Linked DNA regions of Oryzias latipes: region 2 is linked to region 1. Evidence: chromatin contacts called from public Hi-C data. All regions are on one chromosome and are shown on one strand. Each heading gives the region's core, a stretch centred on a gene start, on an enhancer-like site or on the middle of the called end of the contact. The rest is flanking DNA. Distances are from core to core; before and after follow the strand shown. Region 1 holds the start of tnrc18 (trinucleotide repeat-containing gene 18 protein). Region 2 overlaps tnrc18 (trinucleotide repeat-containing gene 18 protein).

Region 1 (5,533 bases), core at 1,560-4,059:
ACTAGCGCTTCGTCAGAGCCCTGCCTCATTTTGCTGGAGCCCCTGGATCTGCATGGTAAAGGAAAGCAGCTCCAAGGAAATCAGGCAAAGTGTGATGCAACTTCCATCTGCAGGAAAGATTTGACGTGTTTGAATGCAGCTTTAGATTGTACGGTTTGTGCATCCAGATGCCCCACATTCTTCTGTGACAGAAAGCACGATTTGCAAACGTATCAGTGTCCTTTTGCTCTCCAAACAACTTTTTTTTCTCCTCCAATGTTTTCAATGATAACAGCAGAAAAATACTACCCAGGTGGGAGGAAAATTCCCAGCTCAGCAGGGAAAAAAACACGCAGATTATCTCCACACATCATGTCAGCTTGCACTTTACGCTCCCTCCTTTTAAAGACAGTCCTGTATGTGTTAGAGGCAGCAATGAGGGGTGTCCAGCTGAACGGGTACAAATGCGTCAACCATTTGACAAATGTTCCAGCAGAGTGGCTTTTACTCCAAATACAGAGCTCCCCCACCCTGCTTCCCTCAACACAAACACTCAAGCAATTTCTCCCTGCAGTGTAAACAGTCATCCCTTTAAGGTCACAGCTTCGCCGTTTCCCCATTCTGCCAAATAACAGACCCATGCATGCGCAACACAACCTGCAACGAGCACGAACATCAACACCTCAAAAGCTGCGCTCTGGAAGCACAACATTTGCACCGAAATAGCCCTCTCTGGAGTGCCCTGTTATCATGCATTTGATGCGAGGTTGTGATCCTACATAAAAACCGCGCAATGCCCGCAAACGGACAGCCTCAAAATCCTGCGCGTTTCCTTCTTTTTTTTGCGCAGCGCTGCTGCAAATGAAGGTTTCATACTCTCCAAGTTATGCCATTGCTCAAACATTATTCGTCGAAGCGTCGTGCACTTACTGTGATGTGGATGGATATTAATGGCCGTTGGTAAAAATTTTCCGGAGTGGAGAGACGGCGGATGGTTCGCGCCCAAGTGACCGGGCGAGGGAGGGACCCTCCCGGCTGCAGCTGCTGCTCCGAGTCGGTGAGGCTCCATGGTGAGCCCTGCCAATAACGGAGGGGGGACATGGACGGATCGGGGAGGACCAAAATCTCTGCCATCCATTATCCACTACAGGGAAAGTTGTTAAAGGAAATAATCCGTTCGGATATGTCCAAAAAAGCCAATTCTGGCTATAATGTCTTTAGTTTCCCGGGGGATTCGGACTCCTTTTCAGCCATTCTGCCGACCTATAAAAGCAAGAAAAAACACCTGGGGTGAATAAATAGTAGGCTGCACTGTGGATTTCATACAGTTGCAAACTGATAGTTTTAGTAAAATGCTCTCTCTTTTCAGCGAAAAATGCGGCTCGTCCGCGCAATGACGCAGTTTGGAAAAAACACTTCAAAAAATTCTCCGCGGAGGATCAGTTGGCGCGCAGCAAGTCCCTGCAAGTTGCTTTCTAAATACTGACCCTAATGCGGCTTTGACTTGTATTTAGATTTTTATGATCTGATATCCAGGGCTCTCCCACCCCCACCCGCAAGGCGAGGCGAGGCAAGCAGGGCAAGCAAGCCGCGGCGGAGCTCCGCTTCCCGGGGGGACGCGGCCGGGAGAAGGACGACCATTAAAAAAAAGCAAGAAGGGCCACTGTTTTAACAGGAGGATCCGTCTCTTCACCATTACTCATCTGTTTCCACCAGTGTAAAACAATCCAATGGCGCATCAAATATAAATTTCAAACAGGTTAAAAATACATAAGGTCTCAAAAGGCTGCTTCATTAACCAGGCGGTGTTCTGTTGCCTTCAAGTGCGGGTTACTTCACCGCTGGATGTGGGTTATGCCCGGATAAAGTAAAACACGACCAGCTGTTTTACTTAAAAACATAAACACCCGTTTATTACCAAAATGTTCAGCTAAGCCACATCAAAAACAGAAAACTTATTCAATGTTAGCTAACGCAACTTTACTCTTAATTTAAGCCGTTTTTCTACAAGTCTACTAGTACAGTCGAAAAAACAACTTATTTACAGTATCGAAGACGACAAACGTTTTTAAAAAGTTAGCTTACTTTAAGCGACGTCACACGCTCCAAAAAAGATTAATATATATATATATAATAAATGTATACATTTTAACTGTCAAAATTAAATAGAAAAACAAGACAAGCGTTAATTAAAACAAAACAAACAAAAAACAAGCTAGCAACTGTAACCTTCAAAGACTACAGGAAAACTCTACACCGACGACTCGTGATATCCAGGCGGGCGGGAATATGAGAAAAGCTCGCTCGGATAACATAATGTAACTTTTTTCCCTTCGTTCTTTTCTTAAAGGTGCATTAAAGAGCGTTTTAGAGTTAACCGAAAACTGTACGGTGAGTACGGCTAAGTTAAATCACAGGCGACTACAGAGGGGATTGCTCGCCGCGGTAGCGGGCGAAGCAGCTCGGCTTTTTTCAGCCACGTTTCAAACTTTTCACGGTTCCTCAAAAGGCTTCAAACTTTCACTTAGAAAAGCTATCAATTTAAATTATTTTTGCCCTAAGTCGACCAAAAATCCTCAAAATATCCTGAGCGTCTTTTTAGCATCCTAAAAAGATTTTAAACATCGATAATGTTGACTATTTTGGCTTGTAAACAAACTGCAAACGAGAAAGAGGAAAAACAACAGCGATTGGGCGCTTACTTCTTCATGGTGAAATGTCGGGGGACGACTTACAACTGCCAATGTTTCTCAAAACGCGTCCAGGTTGCTGGGAAAACTGGAATGGTCCATTTCGGGCTAGTTCGAAGGTAAACTGGGGAGGAGGGGGGTAAATGAGAGGGGGGGTGGGAGAAAGCCCCTGACGCGTCCCACTCAGCAATGAAACACGGCATTGTTGTACAAACACCGCCCACGTCCCACACAGCCACCCAATCCTGAACGAGCACTAAGCAGTCGCTAGGTGATTGGTTGTTCTAACTGTCAATCAAATTCTCAGTATATAAATAAGCGCCTCTGGCCAGCAGCCAGCACCATAAAACAATTATGGCGCAAGGAGGCAGGGCGGTTTCAAGGTCCCCTCAGGCTTCAAGACTGATGAAAAACGTGCGGAGCGGGGTATTTTGTTTTGGAGGGGTGTGCTTGTGGATGAATCGGTGGATCAGACCTATTTAAACACAGCACTTCCCCCATTATAATTCAGTTCAAATGTACCATAAACCTCTTTAATTTACTTCACCATTCTTTATTGTGGATCTGTTCTCCACTCCACCAGGAAACAGTGAATTATTAACTTGTTCTAATAAATGACATTCTTTGTTGGTCTCCCTGAGGAAGGGATGTGGTTAAACTTTATAAAAACAACAACATAAAGAGGTAGGGTGACTTAATTTGGTTAAGGATGAGGGAAAGGGAGGGTTACACTCTTCAAATACCACACTATAAACAGAGGGGTGGAACAACTGTCGCTTCTCCTAGTTGGTAACATAGAAATTACAGCATTCATTTGTTATATTAGTCCTGCATGAAAAGAGCTTTATATTAATACAGTTTATTGGTGTTTCACTCACAAATTAAATCTCATACACAAGTTTTTGCATTTAGTTTATAAGGATCATAGTTTTAGTCCTAAAAGTTTTAGTACATTTTTAAAAATTCCAATTATACAATTTTCTAATTTACTTCAAATTTTTCACATATGCAATTCAAGATAGTGATCTTTCCTAGTTTGTTTTTATTTTATTGTTTGTAAAGTCCTAACATTTTAAAGTTTAAATCAAGATTCTAACTTGGACTTGGATTTCCTTCAAGACATTTCAAAGTTGGTCTTCAAGTCTGACTTACACTCCTTAAACTCACTTCAAATGTTTCACAAGGACATTTCAGGATACACAGTGATGGGTCATCTGTACCAAATTTCATGATCTTTGATGTATACAAACTAAAATACCAGAATTTTGTAGAATCAAACAACCAAAACTTGGAAACTTGAAGGTCCCAATTCACAAGTGCACTCCGGTATGGTTTGTTTCAGTGTAAATGCTGTAAGTGACACTCAAGAGTACAAACAATCCCAAAAGGAATAAATGATTTCATATCTTGGATTAGCACTATCAAAGAGAAAAAAAAAACACAGAACAGCAAATTCTAATCACAAAAATGTTTGAAAAATAGTTTGTGATATTTGAATAAATACGTGACAGCAGGAAGACCAGAAAGACCTGCCAATTTTGCTTTTTGTGATATTTTTTCTTTCTTATTTTAGTTGGAAATTCAAAACCTTTCAAAACTATTCAAAAACCAGCATTTCGAGTCCTTGTTTAGAACCTGCAGGTCTGAATGCACACTGAGAAGCAAACGGTGTTCCAAACTATTGAACTTTTAAAGACCAACTCCAATGAAAATCGAGTTTTTGATGCTTATAACAGGTTTTTTGTGGCATTTTTCTCATGACGGGGGACATATAAGAGGGAAATTAAGCTTAAAATTGCATTTATTCAATCGTTGTCAATCAGGAACAGATGAAATAAAAGCTATTTAATAGGGCCATAACCACCCTGCTCTGCTCCATTCTGATTCATCCACCTGCAGACAAATGGACCCATATGTCTTTTGTCTGCTAATTTTCCGTTTTAGTGTAAGGTAGGGGGTGTGAGGGGCTGTAAGCTAGCAGGAGAGCGTGTAAAGTGAGAACTCTCGCCTAATAGGTGATGGTAAGGGAGGTGGGGTTGCACTGCACCAACTGTCCCGCTCACAGCCCAGAGGTGAAATTCTAAGGAACTACTGCTGCTATAATAGCCATGACACAGGTTTTGATTTTTATGGCTAAAAAAAATGACGTTATCATAATTGAAAGACTACTGGGGACGCTTTTAAAATAGCCCAAAAGATGATCGGAGTGGGACTTTAAACTAGTTGTCCTGTATTGCTAAAATGTAGGACAAGCGTCAAATGAATTATGCATTAAATCTGTTAAATAAATAAAAGTTTCCCCTTGCTTGCTCTTATAAGCTTCATGAGCTGCTGTCTTCTTTAAAATCCTTTATTATAAAGCCACACCTTACATTCAGGTTGATTCAGTTCGCTAAGAGACTTGTGCTGGCGGAAATTTGGATTGATGTATCCAATCTCTGGGTGAGGAATGGTGCCTGGTTTGGGGTATGTAAGTGTGAGGGCCTCGGGCTGGGAGTGGAGCAACGGTGGGGGTCTCCATGTCCTGAGTAGGCGCCTTTGCATCGGAGAGAAAGCACCACAGCTTTTAATTCATCCAATGTTCAAATTCAGAAGAGTGGTGGTGGTGGGGGGTTGTTTCGCTGTCTAGGAGGGGCTCTCAAAGCCCCCCACATGACATTACAGCGCAGCCGCATTGGCGTTTTCTTAAAATGTGAAAAGAAAAAAGTTTTCTTCTTTTGAAGTGAGCTGTGTCACGTGACATTACTGCACAAACGTTAATGGATTGGACAAAAAAAACACGGATGCCGTTTCAAGTTACCCCCTTCCCGCCCATCGTCATACCGGTTTCAAGGCGCCCCTTGTTTAAGAGACTACAATCTCGA
Region 2 (5,533 bases), core at 2,216-4,715, 38 kb before region 1:
CCTCACAGTAAGTGGCACTTGTTCAAATCTCAGCTGGGACCCTTCAATGTGGAGTTTGCATGTTCTGCTTTTACATGTGTGGGTTTTCTCCAGGCATCCAGTTTCCTCTCACAGTCAAATCCTAAAAGAATTCCAAGTTTAAATACACTAATATGTAAAAACTAAATAGAAAAGCTAAAGATATTTGGCCGTGTTTAATTAAGTTTTTTTATTCAACCCTTTACCGTTAAGCACATTTAGAAAATATTTTTATGAACACTGATGTTTATTACTCCCCAAAGGCAGCAAGCAGCAGAAAAAACCTTTTTTATTTATTGATTTTGTCTTGGTTGGGTAGTTAAACAGTTAAGAAAAATAAAAATCTTACATATTTAGTTCACACAGAATTCTTTTTAACTTCTTCTAAAACTCAAACCATGAATTTTACAAAGAAAACAACCTGAGTTCACTTTTAAAAAAAGCTGTCACTGTGAGGACGATAGACTATAGCGAACCATAGCAGTTTTTACACATTTGAGGCATCTTAATATTTATACCAATTTTTGTATTGCTAACAAAAAGAAAATTAGACCAATTTCCCTAGCAACCACTGTTTTTGACACACACAGACACACTATCAAACACCTTCATAAGATGACATCTAGTTACATTCAGTTTACTACCTTCCTGGAGTTGTGTTTACTGAATGAAGCATTTGTGACTTGCAGACATTTCACATCCAATCGCCATCATGGCAAGGTCGCTACATAAACAAGAGCTTTAAATGAATTTGAATGTTTGTGGATTAATGCAATCTACAGAGAGGTCTGAATGGATAATCCCTTTGTGGAAAAAGTAATAACAGAGACATCGCTGCTGAGGCTCACCTTGGGTCTCCTTACAGCAGCGTATCTGAAAACCTTTCTCTGCATGTTTTCTCCTGCAGCATCATGCAGCTTCATTAGATGTATCTGAGTGCAAGTACACTGTAGTTGAAGATTAGTGCACCTTTGATGCAGTTAGCCTGCAAAAACAGTTCAAAAATGTCCACCAAAATACAGACAGACATATTATTAGCCATACAGAGAAAATCCCAGGGGGGTTAAACACCCATAAAGCCCCCACTGCTGCTGAAGAATATAGTTGGGATCACAACACAGAACGGCAAAGTAGTGCATCAGCGTTTTTGGCTGCTTATCTTTTTTTTGCACAGGACAATTAGAGGACTGTTAATGGAGATTTCAGAGATTGCTCATGTTTCTTAGTCTTAACAATGACCTTGATTTAAAATTCGAGGGAACTCTTTAGATTCGTCTGTGAGGGATTCGGTGGACGCCGCCACCACGTTCTCTCAGCCACAATGGGATTTTATTCACGCTCACCCCTGTGGCAGCTCTAAGAGACACAAAGTAAACATAGCAGAGATAGAAAGACTGATATCTCCTTCATTACATTGTGAACATGAATAATAGATAGCTGATTGGTATGCAGCTCCTCACACACACACACACACACACACATTTCCATACAGCATCCCACGCTGGACTAATGTTTGTTAGGCTTTAAAGTCTTTTCATATTCAAGTTTCCCTTGAATTCCCAAGTTTTCTAAATGTTCTTAGAACATTTAGAGCCAGGAACACATTAGAACCTAAAAATAAGCCCTTTATTCTGTAGAAACTTTAGTGTTTTCATTGTTTTACAGGGCTTTTGGACACAAACCACTCATAGCAGATTATCATGCTTTACAGATCTGCATAACGCCCTACATCGTTGAGCTTACCTGGAAGTACCAAATAGTGCAGTTCCACAAATGCCCATTTGGGGTGATTTAAAAAAGAGCAATTTCATATTTTATACAACTGAACTGAAGGAGCCAAGTCTTGTACTTCAAGCTACTGAGGTGTGTGACACCAGATTCACCTGGCGGATGTGCTACTGCGGAATTTTGTTTCCCTGCACGATGAAGACCATGAAAGTTTTTTCACTCTGATCAACGTTGCAGATAATTTGTGGTTTTACTATTTACATCACTAAAACGGAATTCACATTCTTTTCTCAATTTCCTCCAATAGTGATGGAAACCATTTTGTCTTCTGGCTGATGCACGCACGCCTGAGGTCAGCTAATTCTATGCATATTTAGAATAGACAGTAACACCCATAAGCTATAAGGCTCCAACAAGTACTCACCTCGACTTTAATAACAAAGCATGACCAAAAAATGGTGGAAACTGTCCAAAAGGACAGCTGTATGACGTCAAAAATAACATTTAAATAAGTACATGTAAATTCCCTAAAGTACACTTGACCTGGATGCCAGATCTGATCATCAAAGCAAAAACTTTGGAAACCACAATAAACTGGAGTTTCGTTTTTGTATGTAGACACTTTCATATCAAAATTAATAGGAGTTGCCTTGCTGTGTGTAACAAGCCACCTAATGGTTACATGGTGGACTGACCTGGCTCCACACACATTTTTTTCTAACTCTGCCTCAAATGAGAAAAAAACGGAATCATGGATCCTAAGATCTGTTAACCGTCAAAATACAAACTAATATAATAAAATAAGCAACAAGACATGCCTATGTCTCTAAAGCTGCGTTCACACCACTTTGAAGAGGCCACTTCCAATGAAAGGGCTATATAAACACGGGCCAATGCGTGGCTTCCGTATTCTAATCTCTCGCGTTCACGTGTAGCTACACAAGTTTCTATGACCGTTTTCTGGCTCCACGTACAAAACGCCAGGCCATTGAACGTCAGTTGCAAGTTAAACCAGGTTGAACTTTGACCAATCAGAGACTTGGATTTGGTAGTGACGTTTAGATGACGTCCCTTTTAGTTCACGGAAGTGCCAACCATTTATAAATTGATCGTGGAGCAGAAATTAATAATGACGGATTTTACCTGGCCGGAAGTCTATGACACCAAGTCTGTCATATATTAGAATAGAGCTGTGAAAAAAAAAGCCTGGAGCAAGATTCACCAGATTTGCACCGTTTTGACATTTTGTGCCAAGCCTCTTCCAACTGTATGTGGTGGACATGCAATAGTAAAGAAGAGGAAGCCCCTCCCTGCTTGTCCAGTGTGAATGCCATCGTGCATTCAAGAAGCCGTGTTTAGCTCGTCCTCCAACGTAGCTAAACACTTACAATATTTTAATTTTACATCACATAGAGGTTTTCTTCACATATCTGTCGTTTTCCTGACAGAACTGATTTAGTTGAAGGGCAAACGCTGCTGCAAAAGCCTCCAAAGGACTCTAGTCTGATTAAGAAACTTTTCAAACCGCAGTGCTCGGTTTGCATTTGAACGCCCCATAACTCAGATACCTGTCTCCCAGGAGACCAGCGCACAGGTCTGCACACACTCACATTTCAGCCCTCCCTGTTTAATAAATAGTGACGCCTCAGCCAATAGAAGGCCTCCTTATGGTGATGCCGTCCAATCAGAGCGCTGCGTGCCGACACACCCCCAGGAGGCAGTGTGGTGTGATGGTGGAAGTGTGAGGGGGGCTGTGTGTGGGTCCCTCTCTGTGTAACCTCAGGCTCTGCTGTTCTGCTGATGTCCGTCCTTTGGAGGAAGCAGAGCGATGTCTGACTCCCGGCTGCTGAAACACACGCCGCTCGAGTCAGCACAGGTTTAATTACACAAAGCCACAGAGGAATTCCAAACGCTCTGAAGCCGGAGTCAGGAACGGTCAGCTGTGGAAAATGTGTCCCCTGCAGTCCATTCAGCAGCTCAGCAGAGGAACTCTCCTCCATTTTATCACAGCCAGCTGCTTCATTACAGAGCTGCCAAAATGGAGGCCTAATAGAGTCTGCTATTGATTAAAGGAGCAGCCTGCACAAACTTTATAAAACGAGGCGACAGAATGGAGAACATGAAGCAGAAGGTCTGCAGTGGTGAAAAGGAGAGCTCCAAGAAAGGAATCAAAGGAGGGAAAAAAACATTTGAGGACATCTGAACGAGGCACAAAGCAACGTAACTGTAAAGTGAGTTTTGTCAAGTCAACCAATCGATCCACCCACCGGTCATAAAAAAAAACACAGCTAATACTTCACAATTTGGTAAAATAAGCCATTTTGAAAATTCATGTTTCTGACTTTTTTTTTTTTTTTTTTTTACTTGTCCTGTCCAACAGCTAGGCAGGCAGATGAGAGCTGAGGGCCTCTTGTGTTGGACATATTTTACTTTAACAAGAGGGGTTATTAATCTTCAGACAAACCAAAGGTATGACTGAACAAACCCCTTTTGTAATTGAGGCCAAACTTTATTCATTTCAACCATGATTGAAAATCTTTGGTGTTGGACCGTTTCTGACTTTTTGACATAAAAGTAAAAAAAAAATATTTTTGCAACCTGCCCCCAGTGGTCATTGGAGGAACTGCAAAATGTGGTACTGCTGGGTTGACTTTGATTTGATTTATTGATTTATTTCAACAGCTTAAAACATGCACAAAAAAATCCAAATTTTAAATGGTGCTTTAAAAAGATCCCAAAAAACGATTGTGAAAATGAGCGATGTTCCTCGTATTCTTTTCTGAAATGTTGGGTTTCAGCCGACGAGTATAAAGAAAAAGTCCCTAAAAATATCAGGAAAAACCTTCAGACCATACAGTTCCTGATCCTCCACTGAAAAAGTTCCCCAAACTAACTTCCTTGAATGTTTTTGCAATTGTTATTTAACTTGTTCTACCTTTTAAGAGGCCAAAACTTCATCGTCTTTATTAGTGATACTAAAGTTTCTAACTGCTTAAGAATTTGTCGGAGCAAATAAAATCTTACATTTACACATTTCCTCTGCTCAGGGGTTTATGGATGGATGCTATTAATCTCTTCCCAAACATCAGTTTTTAAAGCAGCACAGATGATGACAGTAAAATAAACTAACACTGTTGGCCTTTACAGCTTTAGAACATCTATAAACATGGATTTAGTTTGTTTACCAAGTTTCTGTTTTGTGGATTTGGTGATCTTGTGTGTCAAACCACAGAAAAAACCAGTAAAGTCCAGCCTCAGTAGAGGTTTGCTTTCTACATTCTTTCTATGGTCACTTTTGTTTTCAGTTTACAAAGACTAAAATAGAATTTCCTCCTTTTATTTTGGAAAAAAAGAGCTTTGGACATAAAGACAGGAAAGTTCTGGACTTTCATTGAGACCAACTTCCTCTTTAGGTGATCATTGCAAACATTTCTGTGAATAAATGATGAAAAGAGACTGAGATGACAGTGGATACAGTTCATCTGTTTATTGATTAACTATAAAATATTGACTTACTAAAACAAGTTCAGAGAAACACTGATAAACCTGGTTGCGGTCTGTAAAAAAACAAAAACACCAACAGAAACGTTCCTTGCACATACAGTATAGGGTGTCAGAATATATCTAGTTTCAGATTTCTCTCTAAAATGTATCTTAGCATTTTTTTTACAAGATTAGACATGTGTACAAAGTATAATCTGATAGCTGTTTTTCCCTCCATAGAGAAGGTTCCTTTACAAAACGTAGACGATTTTTTATATTTATTTTTAAAATAATTTTCTTCCCT

Evidence for each region. A called contact is a pair of places that touch in the nucleus more often than the background predicts.
Region 2: a contact with region 1 is called in a Hi-C map of embryo, with 1.6 times the contacts expected there. The contact joins the enhancer-like site here to the promoter of tnrc18 in region 1. A contact is called at or near these places in 3 of 5 Hi-C or Micro-C datasets (embryo, fibroblasts and gastrula embryo).

What each region holds. Positions count from the first base shown.
Region 1 is chr8:19,174,624-19,180,156 of ASM223467v1, reverse strand. It overlaps tnrc18 (trinucleotide repeat-containing gene 18 protein), which reads right to left and starts at 2,809. Exons shown (of 30, transcript XM_011478476.3): 1 at 2,682-2,809; 2 at 910-1,242. The coding sequence starts at 1,117.
Region 2 is chr8:19,213,248-19,218,780 of ASM223467v1, reverse strand. It overlaps tnrc18 (trinucleotide repeat-containing gene 18 protein), which reads right to left. Exons shown (of 30, transcript XM_011478476.3): 30 at 5,209-5,533. Among protein-coding and RNA genes, the nearest start is that of slc29a4, 32 kb to the left of the region's middle. Within about 2 kb of position 3,465, at least 2 of the 8 cell types and tissues checked have an H3K27ac peak or open chromatin away from gene starts, as enhancers often do. A contact at or near this core is called in embryo, where this site is marked.